Regions from separate parts of the Lactuca sativa genome. Here region 1 is linked to region 2. A link is a contact called in public Hi-C data. All regions are on one chromosome and are shown on one strand. The core of a region is the stretch at or near the end of the contact, and the rest is flanking DNA. Distances in the headings are between cores, read along the strand shown.

Region 1 (3,883 bases), core at 319-2,818, 150 kb after region 2:
CACAAGAAGCTTGGAGACTTGTACATTCTAAAGCAAGTGGACAAGCACATGAATTAGGCAAAGTTGACCGGCACGCAATCAACAATTGCGTTAACTTTGTTGAAAATAATCGAGAAAGATCAAGTCATGCATAAATAGTTTTCTATTATTTTTGGACTTAAAATCTCTATACCAAATCAAAACGTGTTTTAAGACTTTATGAATTATATTTTCATGGATAATATTAGTACATTTTAATTTCGTTCCATTTTAGATAATGTATTTTTATTAATTTACGTAAAACATTAAGATGCATGAATTTTCTTTTATTGATATATAATTTCTGTTTGAAATCAAAGTATTCAATTGGTGGAGAAGACTCACTTGATACTTTTTTTTAATATTTAAAACTTCAAATAACATCATGTTTTGTATTTTTTTTTAATTAAAACAAATCTATATATATACGGTTTGATTTTCAACTAAACCAATTTTAATCAAAACCATACTTGTTTTGTTTAGTTCGCTTGATATTTTTGTTTGTTTTTGTTTTATCCAATCCAATTATTGACCCACAAATATTATAAGACATCCATAATGCATTGAATTCCATAGAGTTTAATGGATTGTTACATTATTTTTCTACAATCTATAAAACCTTATCATTTTTTTTCTATGATACATTAAATTCTATAAAGTTCAATAGAATGTTACAAAATATAATTTTTAATAAATATTTAAGAATTAAAAACTTTTATTTTTTCAATTGAAGAGTTCAATGATTCTCATCCATTGAATGTCAAATACACTTACCATATCCTTCAACTCTTACATTGAACTTACCATTGTAAATACTATAAAAAGAATGAACACAATTGAGCAAAAAAAAAACATGTTTCTTTACCTTAAATCCAATGCTTCGTTGACTTTCTTCATTTGGAGTGTTTTTTTGATTGGTCATGAAAGCATTTTTATGGTCTAAAATAAGAAAATCAAAATGAGACAAAAAAATATATATTTATTATGACGATTAAATATACAGACACTACTTGTACTACCATACCTATCATTAATACAAATTTTCCTTCACAAGAAGATACTAGAATCATAAAGGACTCTTTGCATTATTTGTATGGATAAGTAAAATTTAGGGAAATATACTTCGAAGTAGTTTAAATAAAAGTTAAATTATATATATATATATATATATATATATATATATATATATATATATATATATATATATATATATATATATATATATATATATATATATAATAACCCTTTAGGGTCAATCCAACCCAACTGTCTTTTCTATTCAACGTAAATTACTTATTTAAGCCGTTAACTAATTTGTATTTCCCTCCAACCTGTTATTTGTACAAATCTTTAGGTAAATTAATTAGTAAAACGAAGTAAATTTATATTTAAAATCACCTGCTAAACACAGCTTCAAGATGCATGTATAATGCAATCCTTAAAACTTTTATGGTTGGTAAGGTTTTAATGTGTAAATTTTTAATAACACAAAGCCTAGTCGTCAACGTTGACTCATTCTCATACACACACTCTAGCGATAACTCGGAGCCTTCTTCCTCCTTGAACAAGAAGACGTAGAAGGTGTCATTTCTGGACCCATTTAAACAACTGCATAGCTCCAAAACCTTCCAAACCAAAAGCCATCGCCATTGATCCGTTCTTTAAATACCACAATTCTCTTCACCTTTCATCATCTGCGTTTTTAAAATTTATTTAATCTTTTCCAAGCTTCCAAATAAAGTTCATCCAAATCGGGGACATTAGTTTGATTAAATATCGTTCAGATCAATTGTTTAATCTTTTGGATTTGTGATCTGGGATTTGGATTTGATGCAAATGCAAAAAATGGGTACTGGTGACGGCAAAGATGGGTTGCCGGAGAGTAACCGCGATACGGAGATTGTTGGCTCTGACAGGACGGCGTTTAGTGGTCCGTTGAACAAAAGAGGTACCCGTAAAAGCGCCAGATTTAATATTCCAGACGACAGCGGTAGCAGTAGCGGTGGTGGAAGTATGAAGTCGAGAAATAACGACGATTACGTTGAGATTACTTTGGATGTTGGCGACGATTCTGTGGCGGTTCACAGCGTGAAAACTGCCGGTGATGTGGAGGACCCCGAACTGACTTTATTGGCTAAAGGGCTGGAGAAAAGGTCTTCTTTGGGGGCTTCAGTTGTGCGAAATGCGTCGTCGAGAATCCGGCAAGTATCGGAAGAGCTTAGAAAATTAACATCGATATCAAAACGACCGACAGCTGGGCGATACGACAGGACCAAATCTGCCGCAACTCATGCTCTTAAAGGGTTGAAGTTCATCAGCAAAACCGATGGAGCTGCGGCGTGGGCCGCCTTGGAGAAGCGGTTTGATGAGCTCACCGCCACCACCACCGGCTTACTTCCCCGAGCACTTTTCGGAGAATGCATTGGTAACTAATAATTCAGATCTTCATCTTTTGTTATTCCTTTTTCTGTAATCCCTTTTATTTATTCTATCTGTTTCCAAATTCCGGCAGGGATGAACAAAGATTCAAAAGAATTCGCTGGAGAACTATTCGATGCACTTAGTCGGCGACGAAATATCACCGGCGACTTGATTAACAAAGCTCAGCTGAAGGAGTTCTGGGATCAAATTGCTGATCAAAGTTTCGATTCAAGGCTTCAAACTTTCTTTGATATGTGAGTATTTCCCTATAATATTTATCCATAATCTGTTCATTAATCATTAAAATCAATTGTGTTTTTCCATATCATAGTTCTTAACTGATTCAAAGGATTGATATGTGAATACGTTTACTAATTCAAAAACATAAATTCAGGGTTGACAAAGATGCCGATGGCCGGATCAACGAAGCCGAAGTTCGAGAGGTATGAACTGAACCCCCTTTTGATTTCAGTTGGTTTGTGTGATAGTACGGTAACGTAAGTTAGTTATACTTTATTGCTAATAAAAGTATTAAATACTAACTCTAACAATTATTTGCTATTAATAATTTGCCAATTGATGTTTAGAAAATTGCCATTTATAGTTGTAACAGTTATTTTCTAATAAATATAACAATATATTAATTACTTTAGTCTTTGACTTGTGTTATAAGGAAGGATGCCATCGTATTAATCTTTTTTTTTTTCTGTACAAAGAACAAAATTAACATGTGATTTTGTCTTCATGCAATACAGATTATCAGCTTAAGTGCATCCGCAAACAAGTTATCGAACATTCAAAAACAAGCTGATGAATACGCCGCATTGATTATGGAAGAATTAGACCCCGACAACCTCGGTTACATCATGGTACACATCTATCATTGTTTCACTTCAACAACATTAAGATGTAGTTTATATTTTCGTTCTTTTTATCGGCTAACATCCAAATTTATATTCTCGAAACCAGATTGAAAGCTTGGAGACCCTTTTGCTGCAAGCCCCAACACAATCCGTGAGAGGCGAAAGCAAAAATCTAAGCATGATGTTGAGCCAAAAGCTTCGGAATGCAAACGATAGGAACATCTTACAACGAGGATACGATCGATTCAAGTACTTTTTACAAGATAATTGGCAAAGATGTTGGGTGATTGCACTATGGATCGGGGCAATGGCAGGGTTGTTTACATGGAAGTATATTCAGTACAAGAATCGAGCTGCTTTTGATGTAATGGGGCATTGTGTTTGTGTGGCTAAAGGCGCGGCCGAGACCCTCAAACTAAACATGGCTCTAATTTTGTTGCCCGTGTGTCGAAACACCATCACATGGCTTCGAAACAAGACAAAGCTTGGTGTTGTCGTTCCTTTTGATGATAATCTCAATTTCCACAAAGTGAGCATAACAATTTTCATTATACATAAAAACACAACGTATTAGTCGGTTG
Region 2 (4,213 bases), core at 1,106-3,605:
AGAACCAAGTAACATGCATCTTAGAGTTCTTGGCATACAACAATCACCCTGAAATAAATATATACAAACTTAATAAGAGAATGCCAGTTGCCACAGCTCTGTTAATACAAATACATGTAATAACCACTTACAGTTAAATAATGAAGAGATTCAGATATGTATGGATGCTTTGGGGAATAAATCCCAGGTACAGATGCAACCAAATGTCCAGCAGCATTGCTGAAATCAAACTTACCTAATTCCAATATCCAATGGGATTGATCAGGAGCACCAATTAACAAAGTTGCCATGAATCCAGCAAGTTGAGCAGCAAAATCGGATTTTGAATCTTGATTCACTTCTTCAGAAGATGATTGACAAAAGAGAGATTTATAATCAAGCACATTCCCACGAGGGAAATCTTGAAACCAAACAGTATTTGTCACTCGTAGCCACTACATCATAAAGAAAATAGAAAACTCTGTTCCATGAAAATCATAATGAGGGTAATTATGTAATTTCTGTAAGAAAGTCACCTGTTTGGCCACAAGATTGGCGGAAGTGATGATTACACGCATACTATCATCTCTTTGTAGAACAAATAATTTAGGATGATGACAAGCGATGCCGAATTTCTTTCGGTCTGTACTGAAGGATATAACCTCAGGAAATTGAGGGTATCTGATATCAGAAAAGAACTATATTACATAATAGTTGGTCAACAATCATGGTCAAGAAGTCATTGACTTACATAACAACTAAGTTTGGAAAATCGGAGTAAGGTTTGAGGGTTCTTTTGTCAGGGCTTGAACTCCAACACCTCCCGGAATTATGGCATGCAATTGAAATTGGCAACTGGGCAGGAATCTCACAGTAAGATAAAAACCTACAAAGATAAAATGAGAAAGTGTATACATTCAAAAATATAACAAGAGTTTCAAGAACTTTAGGACTTACCATGATAAATCACTTGTGAATGTTGCAATGAAAACACGTTCAAGGGTTTCAACAGGATGAAGAAGCTCTGGTAATGTGACATTAACCTCACTTAATTGATCGTCACCCATGAAATGAAGGCGGTTTAAGTAGAATTTATTCCCTGGCGGAGGAGCACAAACACCTTTCTTCTTCTGCTCAGATTGAATAATATTCTCTTCACAAGTATAGATGTCACTAGGTTTATTGTTAGAAATGCATTCCCCTAAAGGGAATCTGGCATTTACTGGTTGTTGTAAATGCCCACCATTAACAATACAATGTTGTAGCTCAACATTCATCTCTGAAGCTATAAAGCTGTTTCTACAGGATGTATCTAGATTCGAATGTTCGACTTTAGACAAACAAGTTGTCTTATTATCAGTAGTGTTTAAGCCCTCACAAGAATAGACCCCATGTGCAACACAAGAAGGATGTGATAAAAAGTTAGCCGGAGTAATGCATGAATTTCTTTTAACTCTATTTCTACTAACGTGTTTAGCCCTTAACTTGAAAGGGTTGGGGAAACATTCTCTAATATACAACAGAGGATCATCACTAGAGAGTATCTCTCTACACTTACTCGAAAGAAGACCCGCATTAGCGAGTTTACTATCAACTGATTTGCCGATAAAAATCTCAGGAAACAAATCGTTCCTGGAGTTGGATGAATTTCCATGGATAACTTCCTCCATGAAAATAATTCTTTCAACCGAGAACCCAATACGGATACTGTTACAAACACCTTCATTTGCACAAATAAATGAAACCACACTGCCGGCGCTGACTTCTTTAATTTCTCCATTTCCAACTCTAGCACCGTCGACGAAAACCCCATTTAGAGAAACCCTAACTTTAGAAAACTCTTCGGAGCTTAAAAACGAAACTCCATCTACGACGAATACTTTCTTATTGTATGCATCAAAGTAAATTTGACAGTGTTGCTTACTTACTTGCCGGTGATCCAAAGAAAAATCACAGAGGCGACGATCCCTGCCGATCGTGTAAAGTAGGGTCGGCTGGAGATGAATTAAATCAACTGATAAACCTGTAGTTTTCGATACTAGCGGTATACCAAAGGTGTTTATGTGTAAAGATGCTGAACTGGAGATGGTGGGTTTGGGTTTATTGACAACGGAAAGCAGCGAATTGGATAAATGGAGATCCGAACGAAGTCTTTTGCTGTTGTTCTCAAGAAAATGATCTGAATTTCTCATAATACTCCCATAGTAGAATCAAAAACCTGGTTTAAAGACTGAATAAACGTGTATCAATATTTCAAAATTATAGAACAAATCACCTATTAGGATAGAGAAAACTTAGAGAGGAAAGATAATGGAATAAATTGTGAAGCTGTATTATTTAACGTGTAAACCGCCAATTTTTCAACCCTTCGAATGGCTTTTCCCTCCGATTTCATCATCACTCCTCACTTGTCACGTTAGAATTTAGATGGTTAGAATTGGGCCAAAGTAAATGGGCTTAGAATTTATAGTGGGCTTAGAGTTATGCCGAAGTAGATGGTCTTAGAATTTATAGCGGGCTTAAAAGTCGGCCGAAATTAGACGTGACCAAAAAAACCGGTTTACAAACCGAACCGGTCAATGAACCGGAAACCGGTTTACCTCCGAACCGGTTCAGGCATGAACCGATCCCCCGAAGAACCGAACCTCCGGACCGAACCAGTTCGCCATTTTGTCCGTGTGATCCGGTTTCAAACCGGTTTAATAAGAACCGGTTTTTTGATCCGGTTTTGGACCGGTTTTGCATATTACCGTTTTTTTTGTCTTATTCTAACGGCTATATAGCCGTTAGATACTCGTTTTTTGGTCCCTTTTGGCAATATTCCCCATATGGACGTGTATGTGTATAAGTATATGTAAGGCTTATAAGCCTTTGCCTTCCCAATCACCCAAACCACCTACTGTGAAACCAAAAAAATTTATGGTTTAAGACAATTTAGAGCTTTATACTCTAAACAAAAAAAAAACTCATTCCTATTTTACACTTATTAGCCCAAAAAAAAAAAAAAAATAGAAAACCTTATTTGCGTCGAACCGGTTTTTTGAACCGTTTTTCTGAACCGGTTTACATAAGTTCGGATATTTTTGGGGGTGAACCGGTTTGGGTGTGAACCGGTTTAGACTACTTGGACTTGAACCGAACCGGTTTTTTGAACCGGTCCGGTTCATAAAAAAAAAACGGTTTTTGCATGCCTAGCCGAAATAGACTTTTTGACATTTCTATTAAAAAATAAAGTACATCAACTTTGAAAAAAAGATCAATTTCTATTAAAAAAAATAAGAAAAAAAGATCGATACTTAGACCAACTGACATTTTAGTTTTTGAATGAATACGAGGAAAGCATGCATGTGTGAATCATAAGGGTTTCTTCTCTTGTGTGTTTGAAGAGTGAGGTTTTCACTATGGGGCAGTCTACTTAAAAGTTGTCTCCTGTAAAATGGCAAAATATAAGAAAGCGCACATGAAAAATCAACAAATGCTTATACCTTTCGTGTTTGATACTTTTGGTCTCCTTGTGTTGTATGTTGTGGAGTTCCCTAATAGAGTCTAACCGGTCACGCTTAGTAATCTTATGACCCTAAGATCTATAGATGTGGTTCTTAGAAGAAATTAATTTTGTTATCCAAAAATGGTTAGTTGCAGCTTGATGCTCATTTACTCGCCATAGCTATGTAAAACATTTATTTTCTTTAAACCTGTTTATATGAAATATATAATGCGTTCAGATAAAAAAAAATATACTTATAACATAATCACTAAAAAAGTTATATATAATTACGGATAGACAAGAACCGAACCACAACTAAAATAATCGGAATAACCGCACAAACCCAAACGAAACGAAAACCAACGGTATTGTTTTAAATTTTTCAAAAAACAAAGATTTTGGATTGTTACATTTTGTAATTTTATAAAAACTAAAAATAATCAAACCGCAAATAATAAACGAACTGCACCATTTAAATAATTATATAATATTTATTATTATTTTTATTTATATAATATTTATTATTTTTTATTTATATCGCCGTTCTTTTTATTAAGAACCTGATATGCCTTGGATGGGACCCATAGATCATAATCTTCATGTCTACTTTTCTTTTCTTTTTGCACCCACACACTTATTTGAAACCACTACCCCAGTTACGAATGACTTATCTTAGATGAAAAAAATAACTTTACCCATCACCTTCAACTTCATTAACTTCATTAATTTCCTGCACTAGTCTATACT

Evidence for each region. Hi-C and Micro-C count contacts between places; a contact is called where the count stands out from the background.
Region 1: a Hi-C map of leaf shows a contact between it and region 2, with 7 times the contacts expected there. The contact joins the promoter of LOC111891104 here to the promoter of LOC111914840 in region 2. A contact is called at or near these places in 3 of 4 Hi-C or Micro-C datasets (leaf and seed).

The regions. Positions count from the first base shown.
Region 1 is chr5:21,293,350-21,297,232 of Lsat_Salinas_v11, forward strand. It overlaps LOC111891104 (respiratory burst oxidase homolog protein C), which reads left to right and starts at 1,569. Exons shown (of 11, transcript XM_023887189.3): 1 at 1,569-2,443; 2 at 2,531-2,693; 3 at 2,834-2,882; 4 at 3,195-3,308; 5 at 3,409-3,831. The coding sequence starts at 1,849.
Region 2 is chr5:21,140,718-21,144,930 of Lsat_Salinas_v11, forward strand. LOC111914840 reads right to left here and starts at 2,356. Exons shown (of 12, transcript XM_023910547.2): 1 at 937-2,356; 2 at 731-865; 3 at 516-660; 4 at 132-434; 5 at 1-48. The coding sequence starts at 2,171.